Linked DNA regions of Zea mays: region 1 is linked to region 2. Evidence: chromatin contacts called from public Hi-C data. All regions are on one chromosome and are shown on one strand. Each heading gives the region's core, a stretch centred on a gene start, on an enhancer-like site or on the middle of the called end of the contact. The rest is flanking DNA. Distances are from core to core; before and after follow the strand shown. Region 1 holds the start of LOC542701 (cysteine protease 1). Region 2 holds the start of LOC100191283.

Evidence for each region. A called contact is a pair of places that touch in the nucleus more often than the background predicts.
Region 1: a Hi-C map of endosperm shows a contact between it and region 2, with 2.3 times the contacts expected there. The contact joins the promoter of LOC542701 here to the promoter of LOC100191283 in region 2. A contact is called at or near these places in 2 of 25 Hi-C or Micro-C datasets (endosperm and leaf mesophyll).

What each region holds. Positions count from the first base shown.
Region 1 is chr5:162,041,428-162,044,914 of Zm-B73-REFERENCE-NAM-5.0, reverse strand. LOC542701 (cysteine protease 1) reads left to right here and starts at 1,942. Exons shown (of 4, transcript NM_001371648.1): 1 at 1,942-2,466; 2 at 2,574-2,693. The coding sequence starts at 2,002.
Region 2 is chr5:161,864,428-161,867,781 of Zm-B73-REFERENCE-NAM-5.0, reverse strand. LOC100191283 reads right to left here and starts at 2,064. Exons shown (of 7, transcript NM_001136717.1): 1 at 1,602-2,064. The coding sequence starts at 1,921.

The DNA of each region.
Region 1 (3,487 bases), core at 693-3,192, 180 kb before region 2:
GAGCCTAACGATAACGTTAGAGGTCAGCTGATGAAGATAGATTTCATAATTATCCAAAACTTCTCCAATCATCTCGTGAAGCGGAAACCACAATCCTGCTCTGAAAAAGCTTTTGAAAACTACTACTTCGTCATCTTTCAGCTTAGGAGTGGTTTCTTCTCCGGCAAAATGAATAAGCTTCTTCTCAGCTTCTCCGAAGTAACCCAGCTTCATCATCATGGGCACGTCGGCCTCAGACACAGTAGATTTTTCAAAATCCAAGTGGCTGGGTTTTGTTGGGATCAGAGTGTTATAGTCTTCCTCTTCTTCATCAACATTTTCTTCCTCGATATCAGCTTGTTCAGCTTCAGCAGTAGGTGCACCTTCATCAATGGCCCCCTCCGTCACAACTAATCCCGATTGTCTCATGACTTTGGAGATCGGGGTTGTCTCGGTGGCTTTGGCCTCCTCTCCTTCACGGATCACCCTTGCAGTCGAGCGTACTCTGGCCATCTGATGATGAATTTTTTTGCAGTTTTTACGAAGCTGATGTTTTTTACAGTTTTTTGACGAAGCTCCCTCTTTTGACGAAGCTAATTAAAGATGATGGTTTGCTCAAGAATGCAGTGAAAAAGCTTCGACTATGGTTAAATTTTTCAACAGCACAACACTGCAATGACAATGAATGTTGTGGTAACTTCACACCTACCTCTCTGTTTTATATAGTGCTGCAGGTGGGAAGGTGAATGGCCAAGTTGCCTGCACCCGCTGAACAGTTACCCGCACCCGCTGAACGGTGGACCACTCGACGCTTGGGAGGCGAATCGCCAGACCGTGCGTACCCGCCGCATGGTGGGCCACCTCGTGCTTGGAATATTTTAATCGTTTCTTGACAACGAGCTCAGGGAAGGTGTTTTTTGGATCTACGGCATTCCGAAGCCTTGGAGATTTTTCACGGATCAAGCTCGTTACAAAAAACGATCTAGCACCGCGAAGGAGCTATTGTTGGGAGACTACTTCATCGCCAAAGGTCCTTTAAGAAGAAACATCTTCGGAAGATCAGTACATACAACGCGAAGGTACATGCCGAAGCTACCATCCAGGGAGCTTCGGCATAGCGACATGCCTTGAGACGAAGGGCTGCACCGACTTAAAGAGGAAAAGACCAATCGGTCCATGATAATTTGTGTCATGGTTGTAACTAATTGCCAAGGACATAAATGTAATTCTGACCGGGCTGCGTCCTGTGCCTATAAATAGGTGAACAGTACCTCTGTACTGTTCACGCTGGATTGTATTCACTCGTACGTCACGCTTGGACCTTTGCCTTCTGTCAAGCCGAAGGTACAAATACAATTCAATGTAATTCATGTTCATTTATAATGATATAAAAAAGATATATTAATGATGTTATATAACTATTCATTTTACTCCTCATGTTTCATATGCTTCTTTTTTCATTAATATATAATATGATGATGAAGGTACGTGCTTCATGACCTTCGTCTGAAGATCATTATATCCTATGAGAAATAATGATTCGAAGGACGAAGACCCCTAACCATTAATATTTTATGTTGCCTTATTCTTAATTCGAAGCATTTAAGAACAAGTTCCCAACATTTTCGATACCTACTCATTATCTATTATCAAATTTCTTCTAACTAACGATTACTAAGGTGCACGGAAAACAAAAATGAAAAGTGTTTAGAGGTGAACGCCAACAACAAGGGGTGAGAAAAAGAAACCGCCATGTAGTGTGGGCTGCTAGGGGACGGCCGTGCCCCCATGTAGCCCCTTATCCCCTGTGATCGGATCATCACAAAATATCTTTGGAGCGCGGTTGATATTATCACTATAATTGGGGGTTTACACGAAAAATCGCACCATCTAGAGGTTTATGAAGCCTCCAAAAAAATATCTAAACAACAACTACTTCCTAGTATAAAGTGACAGTAGCGGGGGAGAAGGGAACCGAAACCAAGCAACCCAATCCAAACCAGACAAGCAAGGAATCCCCCGATGGCTCATCGCGTTCTCCTCCTCCTCTCTCTCGCGTCGGCCGCCGCGGTTGCCGCCGCCGTCGACGCGGAGGACCCGCTGATCCGGCAGGTGGTTCCCGGTGGAGATGACAACGATCTGGAGCTGAACGCGGAGTCCCACTTCCTGAGCTTCGTGCAGCGGTTCGGCAAGTCCTACAAGGACGCCGACGAGCACGCGTACCGGCTGTCCGTTTTCAAGGCCAACCTGCGCCGCGCGCGCCGGCACCAGCTGCTGGACCCGTCGGCGGAGCACGGCGTCACTAAGTTCTCCGACCTCACGCCGGCAGAGTTCCGCCGGACCTACCTCGGCCTCCGCAAGTCCCGGCGCGCTCTCCTCAGAGAACTCGGGGAGTCGGCGCACGAGGCGCCCGTGCTCCCCACCGATGGTCTCCCCGACGATTTCGACTGGAGGGACCACGGCGCCGTCGGCCCCGTCAAGAACCAGGTCGGTTTCCAATCTGTTGACCATGGATCCACAGATCGGAGCAGTTCTTTCATAGTACTCAGCGATCTGTTTGGGTCCTAAATTTCCTTTCCCCGGCTGTTGTTTAGGGTTCGTGCGGGTCGTGCTGGTCGTTCAGCGCGTCTGGAGCGCTGGAGGGTGCGCACTACCTCGCAACTGGCAAGCTGGAGGTGCTTTCGGAGCAGCAGTTCGTCGACTGTGACCACGAGGTGAGGAAGGAAACTGCCCTTTTCTTTCATCCATAGATTAAATTCATAGTTTTCTTACTATTATCGTACTTTTTTATGGGATTGGTTCATGGTCACATGTGCTAGGAAGGCTGGGTTTCCGGCCATAGCCCATGTTTTGTAAGCTAGTGTGATGTCCTTTTCCTATTTTCCTCCTTTCCGATTGGGCAGTGGTGCACCTACCGTGAGTCTGAGTAGGAAAACGGGGGTTTGGAAGAATGGAAAGGTTTCATGATAATTTTTCAAAATAAAATTAGCGGCTAAAAGAGTGGTACAATATTGAGATGGTAGAGCATCTCCGACCATCTTTTTTAAAACTCACCTTTCATCATCTTCTGCACACTTTGTGGTTGCCTGCCCGTTCTCCATCTTTGTCTAGCTAGCTAGAAATAAGGAATAGATGATAACAATATTTGGAGATCTAATTGACATAAGGATATAGTGAGGCTCTTGGAGTTGCTTACTCCTTGAGGGGTGAATCCACAGTGATTCAAGTTTGGATAACAAATTACTGTCTTAGTTTACTGATAGAGTAGGTTGATTCACTTGACCATGGAGCTGCTGGCGTTATTTGTATGTCTTATAGAGTTATAGTCTTTGTAGATCATACATCTTGTCTTCACAACTAAGCTCTTATGGTTCGGAACCTGTGAGCCTTCGGGGCCTTGTGGAATCTGACTTCATAAGTTCCGAACAGTGGGGTATAATTTGAACAAAAGCATGGTGATAATATTGTACATCCTAGGATTTGACATTTCATTTCTCATGTGTCAGTT
Region 2 (3,354 bases), core at 815-3,314:
AGCAGGGCAAAAATTCAGTGTTCGTATAAGGACGGATTTGAAATTTTATAAATATAAATGTAAACACTAAACAGGCTATGCCAGTCAGTAATGAGTACGAAGGAAGATATGAAGGAAAAAAAACTGAAACTATTCATAGGAGCTCGTTAAGAAAGGTAATTAATGTACCTTTTTAGACAATATTCTGCCAATTATTTATCGCGTAGTTACTAACTACCGGAATGTTTGTGTGTATTTGGCAGTGTTTGGCCTGTCTTGAGAGTCCTGTATGCTGAGAGTTGCTGACAGCAAGTCCGATCGAGTGCTTCATCAGAACAAGCAAGTCCACTCCAGCAAGGCAGCAGGTGCCAGGTGGTTTCCTTTCGCGTTTCGAAATACGTACTCGTTTGTGCCGTGTTAGTAGATTACTAGTAGTAGGAAGAATTAAGGGATTATTAAGACACGTCTCCATCATGACGAAAAGCCTTTTTTTCCCCCTTGGTTGCCGAAAACTTGGTTCAGTTCAGAGTTCAGAGGTGGTTTTGCCGGAAACGTCAGGCTACAGCAGCCCGGCCCCCCCGGCTACGGAGCCACAGAGCAGGTGGCGTGCCACGTCGGACGCGTGCATGACACGTCGGACGCGTGCTTGGCCATGCCTACTCCGCCTAGGCAGATCACGCGGTGGGGGCGGCGGAGGCGAGCGCGAGGCGGCCTCGTGGAACACCGGCGCCGGCACGTGCACGTGCCATACCAACCTTTTTTTTCAATCTCCTTGCTAATGAGGAGTGTGCCTCGTGATTGATGCTATGCAATTTGAATCAGAGCTTATCCTATAATTAACTACTCTGAACAGGATACCTTTAAAAAAAACTGCAAGTATGAACGTAAGAATGTTTAGGGCACATGGCTTGAGCTTAGAACGTGAGATGAGGCCGATAAAAGACAGAGATCGTTCTGAACTTGAGGTCACATGGCTACTGGTACTGGGACTTCGAGCTTAGAACATGTCGAGGTCCATAAAGACAGAGATTGTTCTGAACTTGAGCTGTACTAAACGATATACCTATACCCTATATATACACTATAAACAATTTCCTTTGAGATGCCTATGCTAGGATGGATCGACGGATACGATGAACACGACAGCTCTGAACTTGAGCTGTACTAAGCAATGGCTTCATTTCAAAGACAGAGAGATATAAGAAGGTTGCAAGCATTGAGCAAGCGAGCCTCCACGCATGTGCGTTACAAGACAGAGTAGTGTTTGATTTTTTTTATTTTCTAACATATACTTACTACACTCATAATAAATTATAAAATCCCGGGAGAAATACAATTGGAAACAGGCAGATATACATGGACCGGACGTCCTTTCTAGGCAGGCAGGTCTGACGAGGTTTCCTTCGTCTAGTGCGGTAGTGCCAAGCCAAACAAACATGCAACTGAACCAGGACAGACACAGACGTGCCACGTACGCCGCAGCGGTTGGTGGTGGCATCGCGCACCGGAGCAACGTGCGCACCACCGACCGAGCGAGCGAGCATGCAGAGACGGAAACGGATTTGCCCAGGACAGCACAGCACATCACAACTCACAAGAAAGAAGGAATTGATTGACCGTACCGGCGGGCTTCGGGGAGGCCGACGCCGGCGGGGTAGCAGTTGAACTTGCCGGTCCGGAGCGCGGCGGCCACGGCGTCCTCGGCCTCGGCGGCGGTGCGGAAGGCCGGGAACACCGAGGGGTCCCCGTGCGCCAGCGGCAGCACGGGCCGCGGGTCGCGCGCGTCCAGGCTCGCGCTGATCTTGAACCGCACCGCCCGGATGCTCATCTTGTCCCCCGCAACGGCCAGCGCGCCCTCCTTCGCCGCCCGCGCGAACCGCCACTCCGCGTGCCCGCCGCCGTTCTCGTGCCCGCTGCCGTTCTCGCCGGCGTGGGTCGCCATGGGGTTGTACACAAACAGGGGGCGACACGGGCGAGAGAGAGAGAGAGAGATGGAGAAGGGAGTTGTGGGCTGTGTAGGCCGGAGGGAGAGGGATTGGCTGCGCGCGACGCGAGAGCTGTGGAACTCGATGACTCGAGTTGGTTTGGTCCCCGGCGACGGCGAGGCGAGTGTTCCAGCATTTTATAGGCGGCCGCCAGCAAGTTAGGGCTGCGGGGCGGGTGGCACTGGCACTGGCACGATTCACGCCCCCCGGCCGGGCTCTGCCTTTGCCTGTGTGGAGTGTGGCCGCTTTGGCAGCGGACGGAGACGGCATCCTCTCGTGTCTCGTCCTCACTCACTGCTCCGTTTTGTCCTCGAGCCGGTGGCGCCAGGTGCGTGCCTGGTACCATACAAACGCAGACGGCTGGTAGCATACAAACGAAGACGCCGGTAGGGTGGTCCGTGCACGCAGCATGCATGATCCGCGCAGTCCTTGCTTGTCTTTCCCTGCTGCTGGCTAATCTACTTTGTTGGCTCATCAACAAAAGTGTTGTGTCAATCAGCAGAGTGTGATCCACACCAACATTGGAGGCAGGCAGTTCGGTGTCAAGCATGATCCTCTGACTTCAATGTTTCTTATACTGTGGTACGGTACGGTCGCTGGTAGAGGCGGAGACAGGTGCATGGCCGTCAGGGCCATGGCTCCGGACGTTGTCTAAAATTTTTAAACCTCTCTTACAACATAGCAATCACATGATAGCAATCACATGATGGTTGTTTATATCTACTCTACTAAAAACCGGCCTCTAGATGGCTGATTCTAAAGATCACACTGACGTCTCTGTCACCAATATCATCAAGTCGACCATGAAGGCACTCTTGGCTTATGGACAACAGCATTTTGAGGGCCTCATGAGACGAGAAGATGAAGAAGTGCTGCGACAACTCGCTAAACAGCGCGAGAAGGCAAAGGAAAAAGTATCTATCACACTTCACGGTGGCTCGCTACCAGAAGATCATCCGTCAATGGGAGATCGATATAACATCTCTCCTACCTTCGCCTCAAACTCCCACTATAAGCATTTCGTTTCAACCTTTTAAGGCTTTCATAGAACAGCGGGGGATCAGTTAAAACAATATATAGACTAATCTGTTAAATGATGGGTGTGTTCGTATGAAAAATCTACTGCCCCTAGTTTTCCCTCGCACGAACTAATATGGAGCCAAACACACCTAACACGTCGGCTAGAAATAGATCATCCTAGACCTAGCCATTGTATGGTATGTCTATGAATACGTTCATAGCACCACCATAACCACCGTCGTCTAGCATGCAACTGGCTCTAAACATGATCGAATTGTCCGAGAGTCATCTCGGACCGTCCGGCTACCTCACGGACCGTCTGGCATCCTTTGCTGGGTCGTCCGACCCTACACAAGCCCACGCACAAACC